Linked DNA regions of Sus scrofa: all the other regions are linked to region 1. Evidence: chromatin contacts called from public Hi-C and promoter capture Hi-C data. All regions are on one chromosome and are shown on one strand. Each heading gives the region's core, a stretch centred on a gene start, on an enhancer-like site or on the middle of the called end of the contact. The rest is flanking DNA. Distances are from core to core; before and after follow the strand shown.

Region 1 (2,852 bases), core at 200-2,699:
GTGGTGTGTGTAACATCCTTTGGCCACCAGAAGGCACTGCAGGTTCCTCCTCAGAGTAAATGGTGTCCTTTCTGTACCCAAGTTCTTTTCTTTCTTTTTTTTTTTTTGTCTTTTGTCTTTTTTGTTGTTGTTGCTATTTCTTGGGCCGCTCCCGCGGCATATGGAGGTTCCCAGGCTAGGGGTCAAATCGGAGCTGTAGCCTCCGGCCTACACCAGAGCCACAGCAACGCGGGATCCGAGCCGCGTCTGCAACCTACACCACAGCTCATGGCAACGCCGGATCGTTAACCCACTGAGCAAGGGCAGGGACCGAACCCGCAACCTCATGGTTCCTAGTCGGATTCGTTAACCACTGCGCCACGACGGGAACTCCATGTACCCAAGTTCTGGCTGAGTAGCCTGAGAACCTTCCAGGCTCAATGTGGGGAAGCCGAGTTGGAGACCGGAAATGGAGGCGGGGCTTCAGTTCACACACCTGTGGCCCACACCTGCCTGCTCAGGTGACTGGTCCGGGGCCCCAAGTTACTTCACCTTTGTTGAACACCTCAGCCTCTGAAGGCTGCTTATACCAGAGCCAGGTTTAGAAACTGACAACCTCCTGCCCCAGCACCACCACACTGGCCTTTATAACAATGATTAAAGTAGGGGCGTGAGGCCAGGTCAAAATAATGAGGATTCGCTATGAGGAGGTGTGATTAAAGCTTATAATTATAAGGCGGGCACATCAGGTGGTATGAGCCTACTTGCCAATTGCCAGAGTATCAGAAAGAGGAGGCACCCCTGGAAAAACGGAAGAGACTTTCTTAGGAGGAGCAAAGGGAAACGCCACGTACATGAGGTGAGGGATGAGCAAAAGCAAGACATCTGTGAAACCACAGTCCCCGAGCCTTATAACCACGGTCCACAACTGGTTTCAATGAGTTCAAATACGTGCATGGAATCCTGACAATCCCCTGGTATCTCTGAGGGACTCCCGGGCCAGGAGTAATAAGTTATTGAGGTGTTAAACTTTGGGGCTTCTGTTTTCCCCCTGGGACCCTTGCTGCTCTTTGGTCTTTACTCTTTATAGTGGAGTAACCAGACAGTGAAGTAAACAGACAAGAGGAGCATGTGAAGAAAACACAGCATTTCCTCTCAGATGCCAGGTAGCCAAATCCAAAGGTATTAAAGGAAGGGGGTGTGTGTGAAGAGACTGGTCCTTTCCTAGGAATATGACTTAGGCAAGCTGCTTAATTTCTCTAAGCCTCTGCTTTTCCTCGGTCCAAAACGACCACCCCCTTTAGGAAGATTTCGCAATCCTGTCAGAGCGGCGGGGCGGAGCTGCAGGAAGGTGGGTAAACAGCTTCCTCGCAGCACGTTGCGGGGGCGGGCCGAGGGACACGCCCTCTCCGCCCATCACCCCCGTACTCCCATTGGTCCTCTTCGGAAGGGGCAGGATCGGTTTGCCCCGCGATGGGCGGGGCCCGGGCGCGCACGCCTAGTCTTGGGACCCGGTAGGCCCCGGACGCGGAACTTTTGCTGGAGTCGCGGACATGGATGGTCGTGCCCGCGGGTCTGCGCGCGCCGTGCTCGCCTTCCTGCTGGCTCCCGCGCTGGTGGCCTTGTTGGTGACACCAGCGCGTGGCCGAAGCGGCCAGGGCCACGGGCACTGGGACGCCACCGGGCTGCTGCCGCCGCTCCCGCCCCGCGAGAATGCGGCGCTTGTGGCCCGCTTCGTGACGAACCTCTGCGACTGGGGCGCGCTGGCCACCATCTCCACGCAGGAGGGGGTGCGGGGCAGGCCCTTTGCCGACGTCTTATCTCTCAGCGACGGCCCCCCAGGCAAGGGCACCGGCGTCCTGTACTTCTATCTTAGCCCGTTGCAGCAATCAGTAGGCAACTTGCAGGTGAGCGGGAGGGGCCGTGTGGCACCGCGGGCCGAAGCGCGAGCCTTTTGACTGTCGCTTAAATTCTGTTGAGGAAGGAGAGCCGGCCTCGTAGAGATAAGAATTTGAACGTAGGCCAAACCTACCTCTTCTTTCCCGAGCTGGCTAGGCGAGCATTGCAGCTTTTCTATTGCTGGGCAGCTAAATATCAGGAATTTCACACACGCCCTCGCCACTGCGCAATGCACTTCTAGTGAATTCTCTACCAGCACCTGGAGGACTTCTCACCTGGGGTCGTTTTGGGTTACGGTGTCTCACTGAACTCTTATTAAAAGTTTTACAGGGTGTGGAGACTTTTGGGTAGTTTAGCACTTAGTATAACTGGCTTTGGGATTTCTCTTTCTTATCCCTCCTTTGAATTAAGAATTTTCCCTTCAGCAGCAAGAAGTAAATACAACATTGTGTATGATTATTGCAGTCTTTTTTTTTTTTTTTGGTCTTTTTAGGGGTGCACCCGCGGCATATGGAGGTTCCCAGGCTAGGGGTCTGCAGCTGCCAGTCTACACCACAGCAACACCAGATCCAAGCTGCATCTGTGACCTACACCACAGCTCACTGCAACCCGGATCCTTAACCCATTGAGTGGGGCCAGGGATTGAACCCACGTCTTCATGGATACTGGTTGGGTTGGTTACTGCTGAGCCACAATGAGAACTCCAGAGGTTAACACTGTTGATAATGATAAGATGAAAGAAACCTTATATTTAATATAAGGTTTGATATAACCTTGTTCCAGGCTGACCTTTTCATTCATCTTCCATTCATCGTCTCCTTTAATAACGCTTTGAAGTGGGTATTACCATCCCCATGCTGCAGATGAAGAACTTGAATTTTAGGTTATGTAACTTGCCCAAAGCCAGTGGCCACACTCCAGTTTCACCCCAGCTCTGTCGGCCTTCAAAACACAAGTCTCAGACTGGTGGCCCA
Region 2 (2,852 bases), core at 211-2,710, 440 kb after region 1:
CTCCAGGAAGATGCATGTAGCTGTCAACCCCTAGATACACTGCCACTCTCCCAGTTTGAAAGACATAGCTTGATCACGGATACAGAATTATCTTAGTACTAGGATCTGATGTCTTCTGGGCCTCTTCCTATCCTGATGCCTTCTCTTATCTATGACCTATGGTCTACCATCCCCATTTCCAGCCTCAGTCCTAGGAAATCAAGCTCTACCCTCCAGGGAGAACTGCCAGACTCCTACTCATCCTTTGAGGTTCAAGTTCAGCGTCATCTCTTCCAGGAAGCCTCCTATGATCCTTCTAAGCCCAGGTCTTCCTTTCCCTGGCCCACCACGCACTAGATCCTCGGCATGGTAATTCTGGCACTTACCATGTCATATTTTAATGGGTCTGTTTGCATGTTTGCCTCCTCCAGAAAGTATGACACATAAAAAGTGCTCATCAATGTTTGCTGAATGGGTGAACTTCAAGAGGAGGGTCCCACTTGTCATCATGCTCCCTATTCCACCTCTGCCATGGCTGGAGGGGTTTGGAGCTGAGCAAGTACACTTACTGGCTAGGAGAGGGGCTCCGGAGGTACCGAGCCTGCACAGCCCTCACGTCAGCTTCATCCTCTTCACTTGGGACCACCTGCTCCTCTTCTGGGTCCCCACTGGTCGCCATGACAATCTGTCAGCGTCTGTAGGTTTGGCATGAAAAAGACAGTTAGAAAATCTATTTATGGAGGTTTTGTGTGTAGGGGGGTAGGGAAGGGTGTGTTCAGTGATGTCACTTCAGTGGGACAAGGACTGGGAAAGCCGCCACATGTTAATAGGAAAGTAACCCATGAGGAAAACCCAGTCAGAGTTCGTCCAGCTACCGTTATCAGGACACCAAGACTTACGCCCCGGCCATGTAAATAGCCCATCTTGGAGTCACAAGATTTAAGAAGTGACAACTTGGTGGCTTCCATAGGTGCCGGCAAGAAAGCAGCGAGGGGAAACAGAAGTTTGCCTTGAGCATAACTAAAGCTGAAAAACAGTGAATTCCCCAGACCAGAAAGATCTTTTTGTTGAACCTCCTGGGTGCACTCTCTCTTTCTCTCTTACACACACACACACACACACACACCACTTTTGTCCTTACTGCGGGAGGTGCCTTTTTCAGCGACCCTAACCAAGGCCTGGAGCCACTTCCTGTGGCTCAGGCACCATCTCACATCCCTTTAAGGAACATGATATCCCCAGGAGCTGGTCCCAGACATGGCTGGGCCCTGACACTCAGGGCAGATCTGCTGCCCCTTTGTGTTCAGGTGCTGGGCTCACAGGACAAAATGAGGGGAGACACACACTCACCACCGCTCTGCTGGTATCTCCACACCGAGGGGCAGTCACCCAGTGACTGAGGGACCCAGACGAAACGGCCAGAAGCTCTGACCTCCCTTCTCTCTCCAGTGCTCCTTCTCTGAGGGGCAGGACAGCTGTTCACAGGAAACCTTAGCTACCTTCTAAATTTAGCCTCTGGCCCCACAGCCTGGCAGATCTCTGGGAGGAAGGAATGCAGGCTCAGGACCCAGACCCCAAAGCAGGCCCCACTTAACTCTTTCTCTCCAGGCTGATAATCTGGACAATGACACTGAACAGCAGGGTTGGCAAAGTTCATGCTTCGTGGATGGAGAGGCCTAAAGAAATCTTTGCTTTGGGCTCACTCTCCATACTTTCCTGCCTGGGGCTGCCTATTCAGAGTGCTTCCAGAAGATAATCTAAAGCCAAGGATCTAGAAGAATGAAATAAAGGGAACTTCAGCCTAGAGGGGGATGGGGTAAAGCAGCAGATATATGGAATGAGAGGGTCCTCTGATAGACGTTGGGAGAGCACCCTGGTGCGACTAAAGGGCAGTCATTGCTTGTGACCAGGGCTCCATTTCCTTGAACAGAGATGACTCTGGATAGTGAACTGGGCTGTTGTGCTCCACGACCCCTGCCCCATCCCCCTACCCCACGGTGATGGTCAGTTGGCAACCCTGGGTGATATAAGCATTCCAAAAGATTCAAAACCTCAAATGAGTGCATAACTCACCCTACTCCACCATCATTATGATGGAAACAAAGCCCAATAACCCATTAGTTCACTCCCTCACTCCGCACATTCTATAAGGACCCCATTCCTCTGCCCATGCATTGATCCATTTGTCTACCCATTTACAAATATCTACTGATATCTACTATGTGTCAGGTTCTTTACTTGACCAAAGTTAGTAAGACACATAATTACATGTGTAAAATAATGTTTCTTCCCAGCTAGGTGGAGAAATGCCTGGCACAGAGTATCATTGATAATTGGCTGAATAAATGAATGAGCTCATAGTTTATTAGGAGGGCTGAGACATGAACCAAAAATAACTCAAGTACAAGGCAGAATGTAGTTAGTGTCCTAAGAGAGATCCAGAGTACTATGTAAGTTCAAAGGAGGGAAAGCGCCCTTTTGACTGAAGAAGTTAGGAAAGGCTTTATCAAAGAACAGATAATATATGTCTTTAAGGTACATGTTGAACTATAAGAGCAGATGTGACTGTAGGGGAAGAAATTACAGAGGGAATGGCATGGACAAAGTTTTAGTAGCAAAAATTAGTTTTATATAGTGGTTAAATCTTTGAAGAGAGAAAACAGTGTCGCATGCCGAGACCTGGCACAGCCAGGGTAGGTGCTCCTTTGGATAGAGTGGTCCAGGAAGGCATCTCTGGGGAGGCACAGAGCACCACCACTGACCAGTTGTGAAGCCACCATCCTGGGCATCACAATAGGGGCTCAGTGAGTGACTGCTGAAGAATGGACGACTGACAACAACTGAGTAACCATGGGGGATTCAATCTTCAAAGT
Region 3 (2,852 bases), core at 106-2,605, 390 kb before region 1:
AAAAAAAGTGTAATACTGTTCCCTCAAGTATCAAGGTTGTTTTTAGAAAGCTTAACTAAGAAACAGTAAATGCCAAGTGTGTTTCACAGGGGGGGAATGGGAACGTGAAATCCTACACCTCCTTAAAGCGGTCAAAACGACTGAACACCAGAGTCCAACTGGGAATGCGCGCGGGGGTGGGGAGAGCTCAGCTATCACTTTTAGGTTTGGCTCGGAGCCGCAGGACAGTTTACATAGAGTCTGTTTGGAGCGTAAAGTCCCCGAGGGTGGTCAACGCATCACTGGCGACACCTAAGCCCTCCCGAGACTGTAGGGGAGCGGCGGTCAACACAAACTTAGGTCCTTCGGCGGAGCGAGGACAGCGCTGGAGAAGAGCTAAAGCGCCAACTTTTGCTCTAAACGCTGCAGCACCGGGAGGTTCGACAAGTCTTCTCCCGAGTCCCACTCCAGAAGCCACCCTAACACCAACCTTAGCCACTACTGTCTGCCCCCGGTCCGACCCCCCGAGGAAAACCCAGCAAGGGCGGCGGCTGGCAGCATGCAAAGGGGAGGCTTGGCCGTGGGAGGACACGGGCGCAGAATCCGACGGCCGAGGTCCACCCAGCATCCCTGAGTCTCCGGGGGACCCCTACCAGGCGCTATCCCACCTCCAACAGCCCCCGCGGCGCGGCCCCCTCCCCCACCTCTGGGCGGCGACCTCAGCGCCTCCGCCCCGGGGCCCCTGCTCACCCAGGTAGCGGCTCCGCAGCCGGGAGGGGTCCTCCAGCCCGAGAGACCTTTTCCTCACGTCCCACAACAGGTGTGGGCAGGAACCACCCCGAGACATGGCTCTGCCGGGCCGGGGGAGGAGGGGAGACCACCGCGTGGGGGAGGGGAGGAAGGGGAGGGGACACGCGGCTCAACACCCCAGCCGCACCGGCACCATCCGCGCGCCGAGCCTCGCGGGCGCAGCGAGTTAGATGGCGGCGGCAGGATCGACCCGCGCGCCTTCGCCCCCGAAGCCTGGCCGCACCCGGGCCAGAGCTCGCCTCATACTCTCCCTCTCAGACTACCCAGAACATCCAGAGATCAGCAACAGTCCCCTCCCTCGGCCCCCCTCCAACAGGAGGAGACCGAGGAGGCGGAAGCGGCCTCGACTCCTCCCTCTCCTCGTTCTCTACACCCTCCCTTCCAAGCCTTCTCGCGAGATAACGACCACCTTGGGGACTGAGGCAGGTGTGCGCCAACGCTGCCCTTACCCTAGAAAAATGGGTTCAGACCACTCTAGCCAAATCCTTTATGCTTTTTGGATAAATGAGGACTAGAGGGAGAAGGAGTTGAAATCAGAAGTTTTTCGCTCACGAGTCTCATTCCAAAGGAAGCAAGAGAATTGTGCGGCGTCATCTTTAGTCGGGGCACGGGAAGGCCCGAAAAGCCCATTTTAACTAGGGGCCTCCTTAACCAAAGTGAAAGGGGATCAGAAGCGGTGCAGCTTCACTTTCCCTTCTCCAACATGGCCTCCAGGGCAGCAAGGAGAAATTGGAGGTTTGCTCTGGACCCCGCCCGCGCCTCGGGGCTGGCCAATCACCGCGGACAGTTCTAGTTGCGCAAGCGCACTACAGGTAGGACGCGAGGTTGATTCGGTGAGGCAATCCTTTTGCCACCTGTTTCCATGACCCCTCCTCCTCTTAGGCGGTGGGAGGCCAGTAGGCGGGCTGGGGGCGGGCCATCGCAGTGTCTCCGCCCCGTCCACCTTCTCTGGGTGCGGGCCCGCGGGTAGTTGGAAAGAGGTCAGGCAGAGCTACGGGAAGGGCACCCGGAGGAAGAGGAGGGCGAGAGGCGTTGAGGCAGGGGAGAGTGACGAGGTGCCCTTCATTGTCAGCCAGGGACGAGCACGCGGCCACTCTCCCCTCACTCCGACTGCCCACGATCACTCGTCCGCAGAAATGTCAGCCGCCGGCGCCCGGGGCCTGCGAGCCACCTACCACCGGGTTCTCGATAAAGTGGAGCTCCTACTGCCTGAAAAATTGAGGCCGTTGTACAACCACCCAGCAGGTAATGAACCCAGAGTGGCTCTCACCGAGTCCTTCCCTCCCCGTCCCTCTAAGAGACGTTTAGAGGCCCGCTGACAACTCTGCCGCTGGAGGCGTCACCCACAGCCCCATCCCCTTCCCTTTAAGTGAAACCGTGTACTCTTTCTTGCATTTCACGTTTTCTTTTCCAGCATCTTTCATCAACTCCTAGTTTTCAAGCAAGCGCCCTTTGCGACCTTGGTTGCACCTCATCCCTTAGGCACCATTCACACCCGGACCAGGCCTCTGGGTTTCATCCTTCTCCGTTTCTGCGGCCAGGAAAGGGTCTTGGGCCATTAGGAAACCTCATTTCCTCTTTTCCTCCAAGAGTAGTGGTATATTGACCCACGCGGAGAAGAGCTGTCGTACCGCACCGGCGGATTTAGAGTAAAGGTCGTACTTCCTCAAACTCCAGCTGACAGGCCTGCAGATGTGTTACCCGGGTTTCTGAGTCAGTGTCATTCCTTGTCCCATAGGCCTAGTTTTTTTAAAGTTAACCTTATTTATTAAATTACTACTAAACCAGCTCTCCCTAGACCTTTTTGTGCGGACGGACCTGGATTTAATTCTGCTCAGCTTGCTTACTATAGGTGTGACCTTGGGCGAAATCTTTTATCTTAACTTCTGTAAAATCTGATCGATGTGAGAGTTAAAGATAGCATATGTGTCTGTTTCTTTATAAATTCTCCATAAATACTAGCCCCCTCTTTAACCTATTGGAAAACAATGTTCTTGTGGTTGAAAAAAAATAATTCTATAAGAAACTGGAAGATTCCTAATTCCTCCAACTCAATTTAAGGT

Evidence for each region. Promoter capture Hi-C pulls out the DNA fragments that hold promoters and counts their contacts. A called contact is a pair of places that touch in the nucleus more often than the background predicts.
Region 2: a promoter capture Hi-C map of fetal skeletal muscle shows a contact between it and region 1, with 4 times the contacts expected there. The contact joins the promoter of DUSP27 here to the promoter of CREG1 in region 1. A contact is called at or near these places in 1 of 5 promoter capture datasets (fetal skeletal muscle) and 1 of 2 datasets of contacts at active chromatin or transcription factors (skeletal muscle).
Region 3: a Hi-C map of liver shows a contact between it and region 1, with 5 times the contacts expected there. The contact joins the promoter of MPC2 here to the promoter of CREG1 in region 1. A contact is called at or near these places in 1 of 47 Hi-C or Micro-C datasets (liver) and 1 of 2 datasets of contacts at active chromatin or transcription factors (alveolar macrophages).

Annotation. Positions count from the first base shown.
Region 1 is chr4:83,456,909-83,459,760 of Sscrofa11.1, forward strand. It overlaps CREG1 (protein CREG1), which reads left to right and starts at 1,450. Exons shown (of 4, transcript XM_001928982.4): 1 at 1,450-1,886. The coding sequence starts at 1,533. It overlaps LOC110260300 (a long non-coding RNA gene), which reads right to left and starts at 137. Exons shown (of 3, transcript XR_002343362.1): 1 at 1-137.
Region 2 is chr4:83,900,853-83,903,704 of Sscrofa11.1, forward strand. It overlaps DUSP27 (inactive dual specificity phosphatase 27), which reads right to left and starts at 1,461. Exons shown (of 6, transcript XM_003355072.4): 1 at 1,330-1,461; 2 at 549-674. The coding sequence starts at 658.
Region 3 is chr4:83,068,559-83,071,410 of Sscrofa11.1, forward strand. It overlaps MPC2 (mitochondrial pyruvate carrier 2), which reads left to right and starts at 1,356. Exons shown (of 6, transcript XM_003355070.4): 1 at 1,356-1,601; 2 at 1,924-2,034. The coding sequence starts at 1,926. DCAF6 (DDB1- and CUL4-associated factor 6) reads right to left here and starts at 1,160. Exons shown (of 19, transcript XM_021089469.1): 1 at 730-1,160. The coding sequence starts at 826. It overlaps MIR9810 (microRNA 9810), which reads left to right and starts at 1,805; the gene lies at 1,805-1,899.